Linked DNA regions of Mus musculus: region 2 is linked to region 1. Evidence: chromatin contacts called from public HiChIP or PLAC-seq data. All regions are on one chromosome and are shown on one strand. Each heading gives the region's core, a stretch centred on a gene start, on an enhancer-like site or on the middle of the called end of the contact. The rest is flanking DNA. Distances are from core to core; before and after follow the strand shown.

Evidence for each region. HiChIP or PLAC-seq counts read pairs in DNA pulled down with a chosen protein or histone mark.
Region 2: an H3K27ac HiChIP or PLAC-seq map of embryonic stem cells shows a contact between it and region 1, with 5 read pairs. The contact joins two enhancer-like sites. A contact is called at or near these places in 3 of 115 datasets of contacts at active chromatin or transcription factors (cardiomyocytes, embryonic stem cells and stem cell-derived neural progenitor cells) and 2 of 9 other capture datasets (liver and pancreatic islet).

What each region holds. Positions count from the first base shown.
Region 1 is chr15:82,184,576-82,189,538 of GRCm38.p6, reverse strand. Srebf2 (sterol regulatory element binding factor 2) reads right to left here. Exons shown (of 19, transcript NM_033218.1): 11 at 4,106-4,275. Among named protein-coding and RNA genes, the nearest start is that of Mir33, 11 kb to the left of the region's middle. Within about 2 kb of position 1,473, at least 43 of the 459 cell types and tissues checked have an H3K27ac peak or open chromatin away from gene starts, as enhancers often do. A contact at or near this core is called in embryonic stem cells, where this site is marked.
Region 2 is chr15:81,961,847-81,966,847 of GRCm38.p6, reverse strand. No RefSeq gene overlaps it. Among named protein-coding and RNA genes, the nearest start is that of Pmm1, 3.4 kb to the right of the region's middle. Within about 2 kb of position 1,652, at least 38 of the 459 cell types and tissues checked have an H3K27ac peak or open chromatin away from gene starts, as enhancers often do. A contact at or near this core is called in embryonic stem cells, where this site is marked.

The DNA of each region.
Region 1 (4,963 bases), core at 224-2,723:
GTATACATGTGTAATTCCAGGGCTTCGTGTACCCAGAATCTTCTAATAATTGAGTCCAACCCTCTCCAGGTCATAGGCCTGGTTAGCAAGGAAATATGGTGACTGTTCCAAGGAAAAATAAGGAGTGCTGGCCTCTGTAGGGATCCAAGGGTGATACAGAGAGGTACAAAGGAAGCCTTTCAGGTCCTATGGCAAGAACCCACTGAAGCCATTTAGGAAATTATTAGGTTAAAATATATTTTTAACCTGAGCTCTTTTATTTCAAACATTGAAATCATGGTCTAGACATTAAGAACAACAACAACAAGAGCAACAACAAAAAACCCCTTGGAGACAGCATCTCATTTTGTAGCTCTAGCTGTCCTTGAACTCAGAGATCCAACTGCTCCTGCCTCCTGAATCCTGGGATTAAAAGCATGGCCTCCATGCCTGGTCTGACATTAAATTAAAACATTCTGTGTGTTTGTGCACCATGAATGCAGTACCCACAGAGCCCAGAAGAGGGTGTCAAGAGTCCCTGGAGTCTAAACTTTAAGAAGCATTAGCTGACATGAAGTCTCCCCTTAATGGTTTGAACTAATAAGAAACATAAATCCAAGACAGGCAGCACAACTATAAAGGCTTCTGTATAGGAAACTGAGAATAATTTTTATTGCTCTTTTAATTTTCTTGGCTTTATACTCCAATTATAATACTCCCAGTTTAAAGAAAAAAATACTTTCCCTCTAAATTTTGGAGACACCAGACCTCTCTGAGCTACAGGAGCCTCTCCTGTAGCTCATCTGCTAACTGCCTGGCATGAGAGGCGAGGCAGCTGCCCAGGACTGCTTAGCTCTCGAGAGCTGCCCAGTGTGCCTGGACTGGCTCCAGCCCTCCGTTACAGCTGGCGACTGTGTGCCACGAACCCTAAGTGGCACAGGGAACGCTCACGGGAGCCAAGTGGTACCTGCAATTCCTGCTCTAAGCATGGATACCGGACATCATGTAGACAGATGAAACACAACAGACCGAGGTGCTTCGAGATGCAAAAGCCAGACTACATTACCTTCCTTTAAATAACATTGTATTTTGTGTAAAGCTAATAAGTTTTAGGAAGCTATTTTTTTTGACTGTTTTGTCTTGTTCTAAAAAGCAATTAGCATGTGGAAACCAGCGTGAAACAGGGAATGGGGTGCTGTGTCCAGTTTGAGTCTAAGCCATGGTGGTACATGTCTATGACAGCTACACTTAAGAGGTGGAGGCAAGGTGAGTGTGGTGGCCCACCCCTTTAATCCCAGCACTTGGGAAGCAGAGGCAGGTGGGTGGGTCTCTGTGAGTTTGAGGTGAGCCTGATGTAGGTAGTGAATTCAAGGACCATCAAGGCTAGCTAGAGAGATGCTGTGTGAAAACCAGACCAAACCAGATCAAACCAAACCAGACCAAACCAAAAAGCTAAGGCCAAGGGCTGGAGATGACTCAGCAGTCAAAAGCACTGGGTGATGCTCTTTCAGAGGATGCAAAAGGAGGCTCACAGGCTTGTATGTGGTGCAGCATCTATGCCGACAGAGCACCCAGACACACAAACAAAAGTAAATCTTAAAAATCTGCCTCAAAGGCCTAAAAAAATAAAAGCATTGTCTCCTCTTTCAAACTGCATGTCTGATCGCTCCACAAGCTACTAAACTAATTAAGACATAAATACTTCGTAGGTTACTGGAACCACTAACAACTAAACAAACAGAACCAAAACGCCAGCTCTTTGCCTCTTTTTTTTTTCCTTTCCTTTCCCCCCACACGCCCCCCTCCCCCCAAGGTTTCTCTGTGTAGTACTGGCTATCCTGAAGCTCGCTCTATAGATCAGGCTGGCCTTGAATTCAGAGACCCACCTGCCTCCCTGGCCTGTCTGCAACTCTTTTTTTTCTTTTTCAATTTTTATTTAAATGTATGAGTGCTCTGCTGCATATACATCCACAGGCCAGAAGAGGGCGTCAGGCCCCATTACAGATGGTTGTGAGTCACCATGTGGGTGCTGGGAATTGAACTCAGGATCTCTGGGAGAGCAGACAGGGTTCGTAACTGCTGAGCCATCTCTCCAGCCCCTTGTCTGCAACTCTTAACCCAGCTGCTCCAAAAGGGAGTGGACAGAAAGGGGCAGGCACAACAGATGCCCGCCACTGTTTGCCACCTTACTGGCAGTGCACACTGGGCAACCCTGCTAAAGTCTCAGGTGTTTACCCCTTTGCCCCAGCAGAGCCATCACTAGACACTTAGAATGAGGGTGTGTTCACAGCGGTGGGTGACAATTAAAAACATTTCCTTTCTGCAGTGGTTTGTAGCAAATACAGGAAGTGCTCCTAACAGCCTCACGTGAGTGCCAGCCACCTCTGCAAAACAAGATGCCCAAGATCTCTCGCTAGGTTAAAAAACTGAAGGGAAAACCAAGGTTTAAGGTCTAAGCAGCCACCTGGAGTGGATGAGGCATCTGTCCTATGTGCTGGAGGACTGCCAGGGAACTACATATGAAACTGCTGAGTATAGATGAGGCACACAACGCCTTCGGGGGGAGCTGCAGGCAAGGGTGATTTTCTTTCCTTCCTGCTTTGTGATAAGGTCTGCCATGTTGCCCAGATTAGCTTTGGACTTACTTCTAGGCACAAGGGATCTTCCTGCTGCAACCTCCCAAATTCAACAAGGTGTGCCCCAGTCACCAGCTTTTAGAGCCACCTCAGTGGAGCCATCTCCCTGAACCTCAGCCCGTGTGCTGAAGTCAGGCTGAGAGCTCTTCTGTAAGGCAGCTGCATCTCAGCAATGATGGCGCCTAATGAAGCTAAGTGGGGCTTTGGGGTGACACAATGGTCCTGTCTTTGAGCTTACCCACATGTCTTTCTGCAAGCCTGAACCCGCCTGGGTGTCCTGCCAGTTAACACATTTTTCTCTACTATCTGCTCCGGAGTGCCTGGTCCAGAACAGGAGTAAAATAAAATATGCTGGATAAGTCAACCGATGCATGTCTCATTTATTTATAAAAGCGGAGGGGAGAGTTAGTTTCCTTACGCCCTGTCACGTAGACTACCATGATACACTTGTGGCAAAAGATCAGCGTTACCACACACATGTTCTCCGTCTGTTCTCAGAGTATCACCTCCATTACCAAGTGGTGACAGGCAGAGATAAAATATTCCAGTGTGTTCAGTTATCTATGCAAAGTGGGGCACTGAGGGAAATGTGGCTCTCTCTGCTGGAGTAAGAGAAAGCCCGAGGTCAGCAGATGTTGTGAACCAGCGATAGTGAGGGTTGGGAATTAGCCAGCTGTGAACAACCAGCGCAGGCCCCGTCCTGTGCCAGGCGACGAGGGAAGCACTCCCTAACTTCCCACCTCGCAGCTGCCCTGCGAGCTCTGCAGAGCGCTGCTCTTTGTTATTTGTGGATCTATAGTCCCGAGATCAATCAATACAAGGTATTCCCTCAAAACAGTCTGTAGATAAACAGACAGGAGATGTAATAAGACTCTGAAAATGAGTTACACATGAATCCCACGGGGGTGGGGGGGTGGAGAGACAGATAGACAGACAGACATGCTGTGTATTTCTATGAACTGAGGCTTTTACTTCAGTGCACCAGAATGTCCCCGTAAGGCTCTCTGCCTGAAAAGCCCAGCAAGGGGGACATCTTGCTGCATTTTCTTCATCACTCTTTGCCTTTGTGGAAGAACAAGTGACCCCCCCCCCCAAATCCTTCAAGTGGCAGGGTGCATTCTGCTTTTAGGCCCAGGATGGGAAAGCACTCAGGGAAACATTATGGCCTGACTGCAAAATGTCACCCATAGGCTCGTGTGTCTGAATACTTGGTCCCCAGCTGGTGGTCCCCAATTTGGGGAGCTGTGGAACTTTTTGGCCATGGTATAATTGGGAATTATATAGGGATACAGAGGTCACTATGAGGGGTGTAGGCTGGCCCCTGTTCCTGGTTTATCTGATTCCTAACTGCTACTGCAGTGTAATTAGGCATGGCCTGTCGCTGCTGCCACACCCTCTCTGCCTTGATGGACCATACCCTTTCCAAAAGCTACTTTACCACAGGGACGGGGGAAAGTAAGCCAATAATACAGGAACTGAACAGTACTCACAGCCAAGAAGCCCAGCTTGCCTCCACAGCGGGTCTTGAGCCCCATGGCCGCTGTCAGGTGGATCTCAATCAGTGTGCTTGGTAGGATTTTCTCCTCCGCACACTCGGCCAGGTTCACAGCACACAGAGCCATGTGCACATCTGAACAGGCAGATCCCGCCGGAAGCTTCCCTAGGGCGGGCAGAAACAGACACTCATGTCAACAGTCTCCAAGACGACAGTCTCATTGCCTCTCCAGTACAATCATTAACAGCGATTGTAAACCGTCACCTACAGACTCAGGGGTTTTAGCACGGGGTCTGCACTTGGTGGCACTCCCCACCTGGGCAGACTGTGTTGCCTTTATAAGGTGGGCCTAGGTGACAGATGGGAGCTATTGGGGCGGGCCTTTGAGGACTACCGCACACCTCCAGATCCAGGCTGACTCCGCATTCTCTCTGTGGCTGAAAGCTGCCTTTGGCCACGAAGGACTATACTCTGCAAACCGAGAACCAAAGCAAACATCTCCTCTTATTTGTGTCAAAGAGGTGCCAGAGGAGACGAGAAGTGGCCTTTGTGCTCAGAAAGGTGCAAAGGTGCGGACGGGATGCAGGCTCAGCAAGTTACTAGCTATGTGGCTCCCTGCCTCTCCTACCGACTGGAACTTGGCTTGTGGTTACTGTTAGGATTAGCTGCTAGGAGTGCTGGTCACTGGACAGAAGTCAGGTGTGTGGTGCAATCCTTCCCAAAGCCCTGTCACTAGCACGGCCACATTCTGTTGGTAAAGGGCTAAATTTCCAAATATTTGAAGGGAGACAATGAAAACAACACAAAACCCAAGTGGCTCTTGGTTTCCTTACCCTCCTCCTACATACTTCAC
Region 2 (5,001 bases), core at 403-2,902, 220 kb after region 1:
AAGGAGGCAAGCTTGCCCCGTGTCCGCTGCCTTGGGCTAAGTTGTGTTTACTCCTCAGTTAGAGAGAGGCTGTAGAAGAGCCAGAACAAGCAAGATAGGTCAGCGTCAGAGGTCCTTTCCTTCCCAGGTGCTTATTCAGTGTGTTGGTGGGGAGGGGCGGGCAGGACCTGGGAATTGAGTTCCACCGGAGCTGTGCACACGGTGCTCCTGTTGGGTGAGCATGGTGGGCAGATGACCACGAACTGCTCCAAGGCACGTGATCACAAGGTGTAGAAAAGTCAGTCAACAGATTATGCAATGCAGGGAGAAGTCTGGGGGGGGGGGGGGCGTGAGGACATTCCCTCCGACAGAGAAGAGATGAGAGAAAGTGGCTGATTGGCAAGACATAAAGGGCTGACTGGTACAGCAGGTCACATCGTGTGGCTGTCCCCAAGGAGTACACTTAAAGAGCTGGTGGGAGTGAGAGGCAGTGGGGCGGGGGGGGGGGGGGGAGGGGGCAGCTGCAGCCCCTGGAGTCTTTCTTGTGCTGTGTTCTGAGGTTGCTGAGTTGATCCGGAAGGCCTGACTCAGAACCTGGAAACTTCTTTAGTCAGATCTGAGAAAGCTGAGAAACTGTCAACAGCGGCTGAGAGTCCTTGAGGTTGGATCACTTTTTTCTTTATTTTTTTCTGGGCTTGATCTTTTGAGACACAGAGGGTTTCTCTGTGTAGCCCTGGCTGTTGTGGAACTTGCTCTGTAGACCAGGCTGGACTCAAACTCACAGAGATCCACCTGCCTCTGCCTCCCGAGTGCTGGGATCAAAGGTGAGCATCGTTGGCTGTTTGATTCTAGATAGAACTGGACAACATTTCATTCCATAAAACAGAGCTAAGTTTTCCCTGAGCCAAGCAGGAAGTTGAGATTTGGTTTGGTTTTAGGTTTTTGGTGGTTTGGGTTTTCTGTTTGTTTGTTTGTTTAAGACAGGATCTTGCTTTGTATCCTGGGTTGTCCTGGGATACAAATTCAATACTGTAGTCTGTCAGAACACCAAGGAAAGCCAGACAGGGGCTCTTACAACCGCAGGTTTTGTTTCTTTTTTCTTTTTTTTTTTTTAAGATTTATTTATGTATATGGGTACACTGTAGTTGTACAGATGGTTGTGAGCCTTCATGCGGTTGATGTGGTTGTTGGGAATTGAATTTAGGACTTCTGCACCCTCCTGTCAACCCTGCCCGCTCCAGTCCAAAGATTTATTTATTATTATATATAAGTACACTGTTGCTGCCTTCAGATGCACCAGAAGAGGGCATCAGATCCCATAACACAAGGTTGTGAGCCACCATGTGGTTGTTGGGATTTGAACTCAAGACCTTCAGAAGAGCAGTCAGTGTGCTTAACCACTGAGCCATCTCACCAACCCTCCCCCGCCACTCCCCACAGCCCCCTCCTTTCTTCCCTCCCACAGGTTTTGTTTGCTGTTGATCCCATCCAGTCCAGTCCTGTTCCCAACTCTGTATCCCAGCGGACACAGGGTTTCTCTGTGTAACAACAACCCCCTGACCTTAGTTTCTCCAAAACACAGAGTCATTCTTGGAGCTGGCTCCTCCCAGGTGGAGCAGATAGGAGTGAGCTCACTTTAGCTGTTATTCTTAGGCTTCTATGGAAAAACGTTTTTGCCAAGTGTGATTGGTCCTGGTTGCTCTGAGTAATGTCAGCTATTGCAGGAGACTTTAGTCAGCTTCATTTATCAGTCCCATCCTCCCAGGTCCCACCACCTTTACAGGATTAGTCACACCCGCCTGACCCAAGCCAGCTCAGTCAGTCAACAGGGTCCCAAGGGAGGGAGTGAGGATTAAAGAAAGAAACAATTAGAAACATTATAACATGACTCCAGTCAGCACTGTGGCTGACCCAGGTTTATTTTTGTTCCAGTCAGCTTTTATACCATTCTAGGTACTTGCAGAGAATAGGGTCAGTTCTTTTTGGTTTTTGTTTGTTTGTTTGTTTGTTTGTTTGTTTCGGTTTTTCAAGACAGGGTTTCTCTGTATAGCCCTGGCGGCTGTCCTGGAACTCACTTTGTAGACCGGGCTGGCCTCAAACTCAGAAATCCACCTGCCTCTGCCTCCCGAGTGCTGGGATTAAAGACGTGGGCCACCAAGCCTGGCAGGGTCAGTTCTTAAATCAAAGACAAAGTAATCAAAAAGGTAATAAAAAGATCAAACAAGGCAATAAATAAAGCTCGAGGTCAAGATTTCTGGGGGCTTATCAGAATAACCAAGATAAAAGGAAAGTCCCACTTTCATTAGTTTACCTTGAGCTGAGTTTACCTTGAGCTTTGTATTAGCTCTAATGCAAATATTCTTATCTGTGCCTACTAACCTTTCCTAGTCCAATGTCAAATTCTTGCCAAATTTCTAGAATCTGGCAGCAAAAGCTCTTCACACTGACCTTCAGGCAATCTGCTTTCTTCAGCTTCCCCCTGCAATCACAGGTACATGGTACATGCCACCTTGCCTTCTACAAGGTTCTTATTGCATGGCATGCCTGGATGTCCTTGAATCCACTATGTAGCTTAAGATGGCTCTGAGCTCTAGAACCTTCTTGGGGATTATAGACATGACCACCCCCCATCACTGGCTAGAAGTTTGGTTTTTTTTTTTTTTTTTTTTTTTTTTGGTTTTGTTTTTTTGTTTTTTCGAGACAGGGTTTCTTTATATAGCCCTGGCTGTCCTGGAACTCACTCTGTAGACCAGGCCGGCCTTGAACTCAGAAATCTGCCTGCCTCTGCCGAGTGAGTGCTGGGATTAAAAGTGTGTGCCACCATGCCCTGCTGAAGTTTGTTTTTTTTTTTTTTTTTTTTTTTTAAAGATTTATTTATTTATTATATGTAAGTACATTGTAGCTGTCTTCAGACACTCCAGAAGAGGGAGATCTCATTACGGATGGTTGTGAGCCACCATGTGGTTGCTGGGATTTGAACTCTGGACCTTCGGAAGAGCAGTCGGGTGCTCTTACCCACTGAGCCATCTCACCAGCCCAAGTTTGTTTTTTATAGAGAGAAAAGATCTAAGGAAAGTTGAAACAAAAACAGAAAGTTAAGTCCCTCCTGTCTAAATTATTTCCTTTCTTTTCTAGTCACTGTTCTATTGGAGTCTGGGGAGTTGTAGTCTCCTTTGGGCCTAATAACAACCATCCCTCATACAACCGCCTACACATTACAAATTCAAAACAGGTAAGAAATGTCCCTCGAGGGACAGGCTTTGGTATCTCAAATAAGATAACCACTGATATTCTCTTAATTGGTACTACATTACATGATAAGGAAATCAAGCAAAGGAACACAAGTATCTGTACACACACATGGGAAGGAGTCACTATTTGTTTGTGGTTGGTTGGTTTTCAGAGACCTGATTTCTCTGCCTAGCCTTGGTTCTCCTGGAACTCATTCTGTAGACCAGGCTTCGAACTCAAACTCAAGAGATCTGTCTGCCTCTGCCTCTCAAGTGCTGGCATTAAAGGTGTGAAGGCATGTACCACCACTGCCTGGCTTCCTTTTTTCTTTTCTTTTCTTTTCTTTTCTTTTCTTTTCTTTTCTTTTCTTTTCTTTTCTTTTCTTTTCTCTTGTTTTCTGTGTGTGTGTATGTGTGTTGCTGTGTGGCTGTATGAGGCTCTGTACTCCCACCCCATGCTTGGAAGATACTGTGAAGCAGACAAGATTATCCAATCCCCTAGAACTGGGGTTACAGAGAGCTGTGTGCTGCCATGTGGGTTCTGGGATTTGAACCTGGGTCCTCTGGAAGAGCATCCAGTGCTCTCTTAACCACTGAGCAATCTCTCCAGCCCCTCTTCTCTTTTTCTTACCCCTTATGCTCAAGACCAGGTCAAAAACACTTAATGTGCATTGTCCACTGAGATGGAAAAGGGTGCCAGTGGCAAATCTATTAACCTGAGTTCAAGTCTCTGCATGGTGGAGAGAGAAAAGCGGCTCTTTAAAATTGCCCTCTAACCCCCCCCACATACACACACACACATGAGGTGTTTCATGCACATGCCCACACAGAAACACATAAATAAGTAAAAATGTAATTAAGAATGACAGAAAGAACCTGGGTGTGGTGGTGCACGCCTTTGATCTCAGCACTCAGGAGGCAGAGGCAGGCGGATTTCTGATTTCAAGGCCAGCCTGGTCTACAAAGTGAGTTCCAGGACAGCCAGGACTATACAGAGAAACCCTGTTTCAAAAAAACAAAAACAAACAAACAAAAAAAATTTAAAAAGTCAATGCCAGACAGTGGTGGCACATGCCTGTAATCCCAGCACTTGGGAGGCAGAGGCAGGCAGATTTTTGAGTTCAAGGCCAGCCTGGTCTAAAAAGTGAGTTCTAGGACAGCCAGGGCTATACAGAGAAACTCTGTCTCTGTCTCAAAAAAAAAAAAAAAAAAAAAAAAGAAAGAATGACAGAAAGGGGGCAGCTACAGTGTACTTACATATAATCAATAAATAAATCTTTTTAAAAATGACAAAAAGATATAGAAAGGGGCTGGAGAGATGGCTCAGCGGTTAAGAGCACTGCTGCTCTTCCGAAGGTCCTGAGTTCAAATCCCAGCAACCACATGGTGGCTCACAACCATCTGATGACCATTTCTGGTATGTCTGAAGACAGCTACAGTGTACTCATATAAGTAAATAAACCTTTTTTAAAAAAGGTACTTCTGAACATCTCTGAACACCATGATTCTCTCTCACTTGCTTATTCTGTCTGTCTGTCTGTCTTTATTTCTCTCTCCCTCTCATGTTCCCACTCCATTTCCCCAATAAACCTTGCCCTAGATCTGTTCCTGGCATGATGTCTTTTTTTTTTTTTTTTTGGTTTTGGTTTTTTAGAGACAGGGTTTCTCTGTGTAGTCCTGGCTGTCCTGGAACTCACTTTGTAGACCAGGCTGGCCTCGAAATCAGAAATCCGCCTGCCTCTGCCTCCTGAGTGCTGATATTAAAGGCGTGCTCCACTTATTACTCTTACTG